Linked DNA regions of Mus musculus: region 1 is linked to region 2. A link is a contact called in public Hi-C data. All regions are on one chromosome and are shown on one strand. The core of a region is the stretch at or near the end of the contact, and the rest is flanking DNA. Distances in the headings are between cores, read along the strand shown.

What was found. A called contact is a pair of places that touch in the nucleus more often than the background predicts.
Region 1: a Hi-C map of CD8 T cells shows a contact between it and region 2, with 7 times the contacts expected there. The contact joins the promoter of Fam120c here to the promoter of Psmd10 in region 2. A contact is called at or near these places in 1 of 39 promoter capture datasets (the HPC-7 cell line) and 3 of 484 Hi-C or Micro-C datasets (CD4 T cells and CD8 T cells).

Annotation. Positions count from the first base shown.
Region 1 is chrX:151,342,289-151,345,818 of GRCm38.p6, forward strand. It overlaps Fam120c (family with sequence similarity 120, member C), which reads left to right and starts at 1,935. Exons shown (of 16, transcript NM_198105.2): 1 at 1,935-2,648. The coding sequence starts at 1,962.
Region 2 is chrX:140,954,959-140,958,385 of GRCm38.p6, forward strand. Psmd10 (proteasome (prosome, macropain) 26S subunit, non-ATPase, 10) reads right to left here and starts at 1,753. Exons shown (of 5, transcript NM_016883.4): 1 at 1,596-1,753. The coding sequence starts at 1,709. Atg4a (autophagy related 4A, cysteine peptidase) reads left to right here and starts at 1,949. Exons shown (of 13, transcript NM_174875.5): 1 at 1,949-2,013. The coding sequence starts at 2,004.

The DNA.
Region 1 (3,530 bases), core at 685-3,184, about 10 Mb after region 2:
TGTGGCTAACAGTTTCATTAAGTGGCTTATGATCCAATTATTTTTGTTGTTGTTGGGACTTAATTTTTTTCTTTACTGTTTGTTTTGTTTAGTTCTTATCTCAGGCTGACCTGGAAAATAATAATTTCAAAGTTGTGGCAATCCTCCTGCCTTGACCTTCTGAATGCTGGGTTTATAGATGTAAGCCAACACACTCAGTTAAAATATGGCATTACAAGCAAATGTGAACATGATAGGATTTATTTACTTCCTTGGTTCTTTGAAATCACTGGGTAGCCTAGGCTGGCCTAGAACTTAAGGTGACTGTCCCATGTCAACTTCCTGAGTACTAAGATTGCAGGCACATACCATCATGCCTAAGACAACAGTTTTTGCAGTAATCTTATCAAGTTAACAATGAGAAGGCTAATTTTTAGGAAAGGGATGCTGGACAAACTCTCTAGTAAGCACAGTTTACTAAAAACATCTATTCTCTTCATCTTTCATGCCTTCAAGCTATTGCCTTTCCCTTTTTTTTCAAAAACAATTTTTATTAGCTATTTTCTTCATTTACATTTCAAATACTATCCCGAAAGTCCCCTATACACCCCCCACCTCCCTCTCCCTTGCCTTTCATGTTGTCTCCCATCCCTGCTATTCTGGATCTACTACTCTTATGACAAACCCGGTTTGGAATTTGCAACCTGTTTTTGGTTTCATCCTATCAAACCATTCTGATGTCATTCCTGGGGTTCTGCTCTTTTATGTTCTGTAAATTCCAAGCCAGATAGATACAACTACTCTGCATGCAGATCTTGTTTTCTGCTGTAGTCTGGCTGAAGTAATGGGCCCTAAAACTTGACAGAAGACAGACTCTACATGGATTTCATTGGAGAAGCATGCTGAAATGTACTTTTCAAAAGACTGTGATCAAATTAGAACCTTTGCAGCTATTTTGAATTGTTCCCACATGGACACATTTAGTAGGTTGGAAAACAAAAAAAATCCCCTAACCATATGGCATAGCTTAGTGAGTACCAATAAGGTCCAAGTTGTAGTTGAATTTGAGTGGGTGTTTAATCTCCCTGACCAGAGATCCTGAGGCAAATTATAGGCAATTTCATTTTGTCTATGCATTCATTGTCTTAAGTAAATGTTTTACCATTTGTAAGGTGGATAACTCTTCAAAGTATGACAGTAGATGTTAGCGGTTTTTATGTATCATATGTGTTCTTCTCCTTTCGTTAAAAGTTGTGCATATCATCTTTTCAATGGAAGGGAAATTTCTCCCTTTCAGGGAACTTTAGCTCACTTTAGCCAAATTCTACTAATCCACAGTACTTCCTTTCCCATGATGCATCATCTCCATTTCTTTCCCTGGGCATGGTGGTATAATATCCTGAGGCAACTCGGTTGGATACTAGGAGTTCTGGTACAAATCCTATACACACATTTTCTTGGCCCGCTTCTTCTGACACTATGAGCATCAAGGCCTGACAGGTGTGATCCTCTGGTTCTAAGACTGCATCCTGAGGCCATCCGGGAAAAGACTACAACTCCCAGGATGCTCATCCGCCCCGCCCCTGTACCCCTCCCCCAGCTAGAAAGCGAGTATCACAGAGAAGACGAGGCAACATGGCTCCCGGAGGTGGAAGGCAGAGGCTTCACCCCCTTTGAAGCAGTGAAGAAGAGCAGCGGAGGGGAACGGGAAAAGAGGAGTGACTACGACTTTGTCATCGCTTTTATCTTCCCAGCCTCTTCTGAGTCTGGTCAGCCTCACCTCTGCTCTCCACCCGCACCCAGTCTGTGGTCTCCTCCCCTCCCCGCCCACGTTCCCTCGCCCCTCCCGTTCTCAAACCCTCTCTCCGCCCCCCTCGCCCCTACCCCCCGCGGAGTGCGCACGCGCCCGCCTCCAGCTTCGCGCGGGGATCGCCGACTGGCCCGCTTGCGCAGCCGCTGTTCCTTCTACCCACGGAGGAAGCATGGGCGTCCAGGGCTTCCAAGAGTTCCTGGAGAAGCGCTGTCCCGGGGCTGTGGTGCCTGTGGACCTCCTCAAACTCGCGCGCACCGTCTCGCGCCAGCAGCAGCAGCAGCACCTGCACCGCCAGCTGCCGCCAGCAGCCCTAGCGCCAGGGGCTCCACGCATCACCAGGGGCTCTGCTCCTCTGCCGCCGCCGCCGCTCCCGCCCGCTGCCTTTGGTGCTTACTCCGGGGGCGCGGGGCCGTCTCGGCACCATCACCCTGCTCACCATTTCCACCACCATGGCCAAGCGCCGCCAGGGCTGCATCCGCCGCCGCCCCCTCCGCTGCCTGGGGCTCGGGTATTGGTAGACGCGGGCTCGGCGCTGCCGCGGCTCTATGGTGGCTACCAGACGGATTGGGTTTGTGGCGGCCAGTGGAATGCCATGCTGGGCTACTTGTCAGCGCTGTGCCAGGCTTGTGCCTATCCGGGCGGAGACGGCCTGGAGCTGGTGGTCATGTTCCCTGGGGGCCTGGGGAAGGACCGACTGGCCGAGTGGGGCCGTCGGTGCCAGGCGGAGCGGCAGACTGCGCAACTGATCGTGGGACACGTGGGCAACAAGGGCACCCCTCCACCGCGGGCCTGGTTCCTGCCACCTGCCTGTCTGAGCCACTGCGTGAGGCTAGCACTCATCCGCTTCCGGGTCAAGGTGAGGGAGGGGTTAGATTTTTAAATGAAATGCCCCACACCTGTTCCTTCCAGACTAAACACCTAACCATTCACCGACCTACCTGCCACCCACTCAGTCAGCTAACTTACTGGCGACCATTTTATCCCCTCGTGCCCCCGTCATATGGCCTATTAATTCCCTTACCTACATGATTGTATCTCTAGCCATGCCATCCCCGTAACCCCCTTTACTCACACAATTGGCCTACCTGTTGGTTCTAGCAGAATTGACTCAAAATTCCTCCGGGCTTCATGTTTCTCTTGCTATCATCCCCCTCAAACTGAAATATGTTTTTTCTTCATTTTCCAGTTGACATTCCCTCCCCTATATCTGTTTTCAACCCCATGGCAAATAAAACAGATGTTAGTCGAACACCTTTGTTCTATAATTTTCCCCCATTTGACACCTAGTACTTCTTTTTTCCCCATCCATTGAGCCCTTTTCATTTCAACATGCTTTTATCTTGGCATGCCTTAGCCCAAACAATTCACTGATTGAGTCACTATTCAGGAAGATGAACACGCTCAGTAGGGGGTTTCAAAGACGGTTGGGGGTGCGGGGAGGGGCTCTCAAAAACCCCAAGACGCCATTCTTGGCTTTGAAAGATCAAATGCGCAGCATTTACTTGCTGGTGTAAATATGCATGGTGATTCTGTTTTCTGGTATGTAAGTTGCCAGTTTGGGTAGGTGGGTGGGGTGATAATCTGTGGGTTAAAATGGTCCTGGGAAACTTCCTGAAAAAGATAGACTTGGAGAATGGGCTAGATCTGAATGGTTCACAGGTTTTGGAGGAGGTTGTTTAATTAAAGAGGTTGAAGCAATCGGGCAGAGGCAAAAAGAAATACCAAGTTCATGAGGCTC
Region 2 (3,427 bases), core at 503-3,002:
TTAGCCTTAACAACCAAAATCTTGCCATATTTACTTCTAGATTTTATTACTTGAATTTTCTTTTCAAACGTTTTATTTCCCTTTGAACTGTGTGCATGTGGATGGGTATGTGCGTGTGACCACATGGGCGTGGGGAGGCCAGATGCAATGAATCCCCCTGCAGCTGGAGTTACAGGAAGTTGGGAAAAAAGGAAGGTATGTGTTCCTAACCACTGGGCCACCTCTGCAGTCCTGCCGAGGTTTCTTTAAAACAGAATCCTAAAGGCCATGACTGTTCACCTCTAATTATTTCAGCACCTAAAAAATAAAATCACTTTTGTAAAACAAACAAGCACAAGATCATTATTGGACCTTTTAAAGTGACATTCCTTAACTCTTTGTCATGGTGGTAATGCAAACCTTCCAGAACTTGGGAGGCTGGACAGGAGGATCTTCATTGGAAGGACAGCCTGGATTACATAGGGAGATCATATCTTAAATAACAACAAAAAATTTACATAAAGTAAAAAAAATTATCCCACTTAAAACCAATAGTCTCCTATAAGCCCATTTCCAGGTGGTTTACATCTGGATGCAAATAAAGTCTATAAATTAATTGCATTTGGTTGTTGTATTTAACTTCTTAATCCTGATTAGCAGTCTCTTTTATGTCACTGACTCCTTATTTTTAGTGGATTAAGTCTTAATACACGTTATTAAATTTAAACCACATCACCAGACCATCACAAAAGCAAACGCGGTGAACATAGGGGAATTCTACTGTTGAGTAATAAAGGAAAATTCCAGGACAAAAAAAAGCAGTCTCTCCGATTTCTCTTCTAAAAGAGACAACATGGAAGTTCTGAAGTATGATGTACTGTCTTACTAATGTTTAACACTTGCCTCTCAACACAGAAGGCAACCTATGATTTGGAAAGTCACAATAAAAACCTGAGACTTAGTTGATCTGAACAGAAATACTTCCCAATGTCCATTCTCTTTTGTTTGCCACAGTTCACTCGCCCCACATGGAACCCCATTCTTTCTTCACAGTGTAAATCACCTCCCCTTCTATACAAAGCCCTTCCCAACTATTCCTATCATGTCTTCTCCTTCTATGTTCTGAAATGATGTAAACTTCTTTCTGGGGGATTTAAAATATGTAATAAGACATGTACCGTTATTTCATTTATGCCTGTTTTTTTCCGACTTGACTGAAATTCCCAGCTCCTCTCAAACTTCCTGACATACACACAAAGGGCATTTGGTTACTCGTGGGCCACTGACTGGGATTACAACTAAAGAAAAATCCACCTAACAAGCTTTTTTCACAGATCTCCATCGCGCTGTCTCTTAACTCTGGAAATTTCTGAGAAAAGCGGTGGGTGTTCTAGAAATATATGAAATTCAGCAAGCTTAGCTTCCCCTCCCCACCCTGTCCCAAAGTCTCTGAGGGGTTACAGTTGGACCAGGAGTCGTGTTTTAACCCAAGGCTACTAGAGGGAGGAGTGGGCGGGAGGAGCGCAGAAGTGGCCTCACACCAAGTTAGGACCCGGAAGCCATGTAGGGCTTCGTTGACACCCGCTGCTAGGCGACAAGCCCTCGGGCTGGTTTACCTGATCAGTTCTAGTAGCCAGAGATTTATCAGCCAAAATGCGCTCCTTCAACTCATCCAGCTTCCCACTGTAGGCCAGGTTACAGATCATTATGTTAGACACACACCCCTCCATTTCGCCTTCCCAAGACCTCCGTGAAACTCAAGCCCCGCCCACTCGCATTTCCTGTTCCGGCGACCAATCAAAGTACTAGAAATTCTCCAATCACTGATCTTTGTTTTCCTTGTAGCCCCGCCCATAGCCTGGAGCTTCTGGGAGTTGCAGTTTGAAAGCAGATCCAGGCCTGGAGGCGTCTTTGGAAGTCACTCAGTTCCGGGTCCTAGCAAAGTGGAACTACAAGTCCCAGAATCCTTAGAGAAAGCCGTAGTCAAGTTGCCGGTGGAATTGGCCCAGGATGACAGCTGGAGAATGGAGTCAGGTAATGGGAGCGGCTTCTGGTAGTACTGTGTGAAAAAGCTAGGGTGGGTGGTCTTTGGTGGGCCAGTAAGTTGGCCACATGAAATGAAAACTGTAGCAGCGCAAGAGAGTTCTGGGATCCTACAGATCTTGTCCCTCGGGGCCCTCACTTGCAGTGGCAGGCGGAAGGGACAGAGTTGGAGCAGAGTACTACCTCTGAGCTTGAACCATTGACTGTAGCTACCCTCCCCCTCCCTACCACTGTTTAAGGAGTGGAAAGAAGCACAGGCTAGTTACTCTGGCATTTCTCCGGAGTGGCATCAGAGTAAGGCTCTGCTACAACACAGGTTATACATTACACCATACAGAGGTGATGTGCCAGAATGATGCTAAAGACAGGGTGTGATGCCATAGGAGCCACTAGATACCTAAGAGACCTCAGTGAGTAACAGCGGTCACCTTAGGGATATCAGGGTATATGATGTTGTCACTTTAATAACATGGTAATGGCAATTACCATCGAGACTTTGCTAGATTGCTAAGCTAACAATGTGGATTTTTTTTTAAAGGTGAATTTCCAAATAGTGCTGCAGCAGAAGAGATGCAAGGCTTATCTTTTATAGAAAATATCAAAAAAGACATTAGAAAAATGTTAAAGATATATTTTTTAAAGTGACTGATGAAGTTTGTCTCCTTTGTTATGGTATAGAACAGGGCTTAGCAAACTTTTTATATAACGCCAGATCATAGTTATTTTAAGCTTTGCAGGACAGATGATAAAACCAACTCGAGAACACAAGTTATGACAAATGTTAATTGATGAAATTCGGGATATAATAATAGTGGAGTATGTGTTTATATAATGCTTTTAGCTTTTTAAAATTTTGTGTGAGTGTGTTTTCTGCCTGCATGTGTGTCTGTACACCGTGTGAATGTTGGATCCTCTGAGATCTGAGTTAGACAGTGTGAGTTGCCATGTGTGTACTGAGAATTGAACTCAGGTCTTCTGGAAGAGCAACCAGTGCTCTTAAACCCTGAGCCATCTTTCCAGACCCCAGTGAAATTTATTTTTAACACAGAAATACTAAGAGAACGGAATTCTTTGAGGGAAGTACTGTTTGCTTAGCTGATGTTTAAAGTTGCTATTTTCTATCATTAAAATTTATTCCAAATGTTCTTTTTAATCTTTAGAAAACTCTTTGAAAATATGTTTTCATGCAGTAAGTTATGTCCAAATATTGATAATCCAGGAACATATTCTTTTAAATACTAATTATTTTATTGCATCTTATTGATTGTGTGTGACCTGATTCAGCTTCTAAGAGTGTTGGTTTCTCTCCTCTCCTCTCCTCTCCTTTCCTCTTCTCTCTTCTCCCTCCCTCCCTCCCTCCCTCCTTCCCTCCCTCCGTGTGTGTGTGTGTGTGTGTGTGTGTGTG